2 separate regions of the Mus musculus genome follow, and region 1 is linked to region 2. Evidence: chromatin contacts called from public HiChIP or PLAC-seq data. All regions are on one chromosome and are shown on one strand. Each heading gives the region's core, a stretch centred on a gene start, on an enhancer-like site or on the middle of the called end of the contact. The rest is flanking DNA. Distances are from core to core; before and after follow the strand shown. Region 1 overlaps Gm20755 (predicted gene, 20755). Region 2 has its middle 22 kb from the start of 4930556A17Rik.

Region 1 (2,978 bases), core at 251-2,750, 150 kb after region 2:
GGGGTGAGATCTGTGCTAGTGCCTCACAGCCTGGTGTGTGAGAGAGGACTCTGGTTGGGTATAACCTGAGCAACCTCTGGGAAAGCCCTCCCCAGCAGCCATGTGGGAAGCCATGTCTGATGGGCTGATTGGTAGAATGGGAAGAGAGTCGAGCCAGAGAATGTATCTGAGTGAAGCAATAAGTTGAGGAATCCCACATTCAAAAACAGATGAGCTGACTACAATAGAAATAGCCACTCTGTCTTGACAGGCTTTATTGATGGTCTGCTAATATTTTGAAAGGGCTCCTGAGGCTAACACGATATATTTTCTCTTATATTGAGCAATACTTACTGATTGAGATTTCCTAAAGAACCAAGCTGTGGCTGTTTTATATAGAGGTTGAAAGCCAATGTTGGCTGTAAGCAAAATTTACGATGTCCGTTAATTAGCACTTCCAGGCACAATCAACACAGGTAAATTTGTAGCCAGATAAACAATGAAGGCTTTAGTTTGTTTGTTTAGCCTGCGTGTGTCCTGTGTAATATTTGGAACACACCTGAGCTAGAAAATGCAGCTGTCTTTTTAAAGTTCCGTGTAACTGGGTACCCTGTAGTTTATGTACTGAGACTGTTGGTCTTAAGCACTGCCTTTGTGCCATCCTGCTTCTTTATGCTATGCCACTGAAGCTCCTTCTAATAATAGTCAATTTCTCAACTCTATTAAGTCAGACTGACTTTGTGATTTTTTTTGACCCATAAGACACAGCCAAAGAGACATTGTGCAAATCAAGGCATGCAGGCTAGGCTACTATGTGACTCCCATCTTTGCTCTCCTGGAACCCTACAGCTATGTGTGTCAAAGGCTGGGACTCAGTTGCCAAGAGGAGCCACATGGAAAGAGGAGGCCCCATTCTGATTACAAGAGGCCATTGCTGATCCAGAGCTCTTGGGAACCTCCAAATGTTCATGACTTTTCAAATGAACTAGTTGAAGGAGCCAGCCAGCCAATGCACAGATTGCTGGTAGAGATGACTTACTGGAGTTGGAACCTATTCTACTTTGAGTTAGTTTTCTGCACAGCAGTAGATAGCTGATATAGTCCCACTCAGGACAAGCCTAAAAAAATCTTAATACTGGTATCAAGTATGGTTTGTCTCCAACAGGATGGGTAGACTAACAGACACTCTCAACACAAAACACAGGCAGGCCATATAAAACATTTAAGAACATAGTTATACCATATAAACAGGTTTGTATTGATAAAAGAAGGAAAATAACTAGAATTCAAGAATAGAAGTGAAGGAACAATCTAGAGGTCCAAGAATGCAGGGACCGGAAGTCATGACCAGGTGACAGGAAAGAGTGAAGGCCAGAAGGAGACAGCTGTATTTCTTCTTGTTCAGGCCCGCTCTTAAAATCTGTTAAAACTCATATGGAGATCCACAAAGCATGGTCTGGAGACTGACAGATTTTATCTAAAAATCAGTGTTATAGGCCAGGCACTAATTCCACTCAGGTCCCACAGTGCCCTCCTCAGGTCTACCCTGGGAATCCGGAGGCTCAAAAATGACTTCTGCCTCCAACCAGCCCTTCCTTCTCATACAATACTGCCTTTCTGAACTCAAACAGGGGAGGCTAAGACCAGTCTGGGTCAAAGCCATGACAGACATTGAGTGGATTAAGCACCTTTTCTAGGCTATTCACTTGTCCCATCTTTCCCAGGCTATACTCAAATGCAGGCAAAGCCATACCTATTCCTGAGGATGAGGAGGAATGGACAGATATTCTTAGGTAGCCCTTGATACCTAAACATGGTTAGTAGTACTTATAGAACATAAATCCCAAGTTAACTGAGCATAGATAGACTCACGATATGCCAGGTTTTAAATCACCATGACTGAGTTGCTTTCTGATGGTGTATTAGCTAGTTTTCTTGCTGCTTTGACAGATTTTCTGACAGAAGCAACTCATGTGAGAGAAACATTATTCAAGCCTATAGTATCAGAGGTTCTCACCTATCACAGTGGGGAAAGAATCAGCCAGCCCTTGGAGACAGTGGCTGCTCCTGTCTCATGCTAAAGATAGGAAGGAGAAAGCTCAAGGCCAGAATCAGGGCTGACTATAACCTCAAAGGCTCATCCCTAGACACCCACTTCCATTAGTAAGATCCTAAAGTCTCTAAACACACGAGAAACAAGAGTTTGAAACATGAGTCTGTGGGAGACATTTTAAATTCAAGCCAGAGCATCCTGGCCCTGAACATAATAGTCTCAGAACTATCTCATAATGCAAAATACATTCTAACTTCAAAAGTCCCTAGAATCTTAACAGTTTTAGTTCAAAGTCTCTTCTTAGACTCAAGGCAAATTCTTTGCTGTAAGCCCTATCTGATCAGGGGCTGCGCATTACATACTACCAGTATATAATAACAGGGTAAATACCCTCACCCGTAAAGTAAGGAATGGGGGCACCAGAGGAAAATGGAGTCAATGCAAGATGAAACCCAGCAGGACCATAGCTACAAAGGTCTACATCTTTGTGTTTGGCATCTGGAACATCTGGAGGCATGATGTGAGATTGGACAGCCCCACCTCTACATCCCTGCCATTTGTGGCCCATGTGTCCTCTCTCTGGGCTCATTTCCACTTGGTTTTATCATCTTTCCTCAGAAAATGCTCCATGTTGCTGGCATCCAACATCTTGTGGTCTCAGTTTCAACTTAGACTTCATCCTTAAAGCTTTCTGGATTGTCTCATGGGACCTCTCTATGGAGAATTGACCTTATACTTCTCACCTTCACAGGCTTCTGCTGAAATCTTGGCACAAGGTCCCCTAACCTCATGATTTTTGTATTCTGCAGGTATGCAAAACACTATGTGGGGGATAATTCAAATGTAGCTGGGTCTCCCTAGGAACCTAGGGCTCTGTTTGAATGGTGTGTTCCTATTCTTTTAGACAGTGTCTTCTTAAGTGTTTGAATTTTTTACATCCTAGAAC
Region 2 (3,335 bases), core at 395-2,894:
TCCGGTAAGAATCCGGCCTCCCATCTGATGCTGCAGTCTATTTACTCTGTCAACTCAGCAGTGCTCACATAACCCAAGATGGAGAGAGAAGAGCTGGGTTTTAGACCAAATGGGGCCATCTACCCTCCCCCATCCACCTGCAGGAAGTAATTCTGAGCCATGTTCAGTGTCTTGAACTGCCCCGTGGTTTTTGCCCACAGCCCAGTGCAGTACTGAGGGAAGGGTCCTGGAAGCACCAGGCCACACCGAGATCCGTCCTGGCTTGCAAAGTTGGCTCTACTCCAAACCTTCTTCCTTTCATGCTCCACAGGAACGTGTTTTATAGTCACAGACTCTGACTTCACATTTGGAAGCATGGTTAGAAAGGGATACTAGGCTGACTGGTTGGCTCAAGTGGGTAAAGCAGTTGCTGCTCAAGGCTGATTGTGACCTGAGTTCGATTCCTGGAAACAGGTGGGAAAAAGGTGGGAAGAAAGAACTGAGTCACTCCACAAAGTGGTTCTCTGACTCCCACTTTGTTACATGCACATCAGCATTTACACATCTCACACAGCACACACACATATACAGTCACACACACATCCACAGACACACATACATCCACACACATTCATACACACACACACACATACATACTCACACACAAACTCACACACACATACTCATACATACACACTCACACTTAGAAATACACAAATTCACACACATACACACGCTCACACATACTCACACAAACACACACTAATACACACACACACACACACACACACTAACACACACACACTAACAAAACTAAACCAATGCTTTACAAAGGATCCTGCTTATTGTAAATGAGCATGCTGTTGTGTCTGTAAGGAGAACCGGAGGGGGATGGTATCCCACGCACCACCTGGATTTACACTTCTGCTCAAGTAAAATTTAATTGCTCTTTCAAAGGCAGGAAAATATTCCATTGCCGGGAAATATGGCATAAAGGGTTTCTGCAAGCTTCCTCTGGGTTTTTCTTACAAATTCTAAATGAGAATTTTCTGCCAATTTCGGGGCAGCAGCAGAGGGGCTGAACAGTTTTGACCATGGTTTTGATTATGATTGTCTATACGGCATCAATAAAAATAACAAGAGCTGGGTCTGATGGGCACTGAGGTTTCTTAAAAAGCTAATAAAAATTACAGGCAGCGGGAATACATCTTAGGTTTTAGCTGTTTTTCTTATACTGCATATGGAAAGTCTATTTCTCAATATTTTAGTGCTAGGAGCACAATAACTGGAGAAGGCTATGTTCTCTTCAAAGTGCCAATAAGAATTCAAAATGTCAGTTTTCCAGCACAACCCAGGCTGAAATCAACCTGTTTTATGGCAATTCTGGGCTCTGGCAGCGGAACACAGCAGAGGTTTAGAGGACTGGGTGAACTGATCAGGTCCCACCCTCCTGAGATGAGCAACACATGGGGTGGCTTGTGTGACTTGTAAGCAGAGAGTCTGCATTTCTGTGGTGTGTGTCTGCTGCCACCACCACAACAGCGCTTGTGGAAGATCTGCAGGTGGACATTCCTCAGGAGGTTGTATGGTGGGAGTTAGTGAGTAGTGCCTTACACTGAGGCGGTCCTGCTGTCTCTGGGAAGGGAAACCCACATCCATTGCTCATAACCACTGTGGCATCAGGCGAGGAGATGCAGGAAGATGACATGCCACATGGCAGTGACAGGAAGCAGCTGTCCCAGCCAAGAGAAACACTCCGTTTTCACCTGCTTCCCCTTCTCTGTAACCAGAGCCCCTTACGACACAGGTGTCTTGGCATGGGGCTGCCGTAGATGGCTATTAAGTGTGTCACAAGAGGAGAGAATAAAAGAATTTAAATCCTTCTGTGGTCATGTGTCTCATATTATAGACGCAGATGGAGTAGTGGCCAAATCTTCTTAAGTTCCATTTCTTTTTTTTTAAATCTAAATTTAGTAGTGGCAAAACCATCAAAGACACTGAGCCAGTAGCTAAGACATTTTCCTACAAGGAAAACTTAAGGAATAGATTATTTTAACTGAAGAATCTTCCAAACATTGAAGTTATTATACAGATCGGGCACATTTTACTCCAAAACATACAAAGAGGAAAATCAGCTACTCACTTTGTGTTTCTGAAATCGTTGATTAATCAAAACAAAACTAAACAACAAACAAACAAAATTAAAAAAAACTGAAAGTGAACAACAAAAACAAAATAAAAACCTTCCCAAATGGACATATTTAAAGTTCAAAAATTCAGATGACACATTTTTAGAATTAATAATTAAATCAAATTCAACAATATATTTTTAAAAATTGTGGCCACGTTGAATTTCTGTTTTTCTGATTTCAGGTCAAAGCCAAGAGCCATCAATTCAAAAAGAAAGGCCTTTGATGAACTTCAGAATCCAGTCATGGCAAGAGCACTTAGTGATTTATAAATTAAAGGCATAATATTGATAAAGGGTATTTGAGGAAAAAAACCTCACTAACTATAACATTGAATTGTGAAATATTGACGACAACCCCAAAGCTACTTAGAATAAGAAAATGATTACTTTAACATTGCTTTATAATCTTAATACAATGGATCCAACCCAGGGCCTTGTGCTCGCTAAGAGATATCCCTCATCTAAGAACTGCAATTTGTAGAGGTTGGAAGGAGGTAAAAATGAGCTGCGCTTGGAAAATGCTTTGGTTGCATGAGTTAGGAAAATCTAGGAGTCCACAGATAATCATTTCAAGATTGCTGGATACCACATGGAGTGGAGGTGTACACAGGCCTGCCCAGGAACCTCAGGCAGAGGATGGCTTCTAGGGGAAAAAGACTCAGCTCTCCCTCTCCCCCCTCCCCCTCCCCTCCCCCTCCCCCTCCCTCTCTCCAGACAGGGTCTCATTAGGTAGCTCTGTCTTAGAACTCTCTATGTAGACCAAATGTGTGTAGAGCTGACAAGATCAAGATCCCCCTGCCTCCACCCACTACGGCTGGGATAAAAAGCATTTGCTGCCATATCTGGAGACAGGTTTGTTTGTTTGTTTGTTTGTTTGTTTGTTTGTTTGTTTGTTTTTTGATGTGCCTCCTGATAGGTGGATCTCCAGGGATACCCTTACATGCATGTGTCTATGGACAATGTATAGGCAGCACAAACTGGACTCTGTGGGTTACAGCATGGGAGGAGGAGCTGGTGAATATGAGCCAAACAGGTTGTACACATGCACCAAATCCCAAAGTATTAACAAAGTATTATGCAAAAAGATAGCTGGATAGAAAATCCTTTAAGAAATTAATTGTTTGTTGGGAGGCCTGGAAGATGGCTCAGTTGGTAAAGAACTTGA

Evidence for each region. HiChIP or PLAC-seq counts read pairs in DNA pulled down with a chosen protein or histone mark.
Region 1: a contact with region 2 is called in a RAD21 HiChIP or PLAC-seq map of pro-B cells, with 3 times the contacts expected there. The contact joins two enhancer-like sites. A contact is called at or near these places in 2 of 39 promoter capture datasets (the C10 cell line and hippocampal neurons), 1 of 15 datasets of contacts at CTCF or cohesin (pro-B cells), 3 of 484 Hi-C or Micro-C datasets (cerebral cortex, cortical neurons and large pre-B cells) and 1 of 115 datasets of contacts at active chromatin or transcription factors (CD8 T cells).

Annotation. Positions count from the first base shown.
Region 1 is chr3:37,951,596-37,954,573 of GRCm38.p6, forward strand. The region is part of intron 2 of Gm20755 (predicted gene, 20755); the gene reads left to right. Among named protein-coding and RNA genes, the nearest start is that of Gm22899, 42 kb to the right of the region's middle. Within about 2 kb of position 1,501, at least 3 of the 459 cell types and tissues checked have an H3K27ac peak or open chromatin away from gene starts, as enhancers often do. A contact at or near this core is called in pro-B cells, where this site is marked.
Region 2 is chr3:37,804,252-37,807,586 of GRCm38.p6, forward strand. No RefSeq gene overlaps it. Among named protein-coding and RNA genes, the nearest start is that of 4930556A17Rik, 22 kb to the right of the region's middle. Within about 2 kb of position 1,645, at least 82 of the 459 cell types and tissues checked have an H3K27ac peak or open chromatin away from gene starts, as enhancers often do. A contact at or near this core is called in pro-B cells, where this site is marked.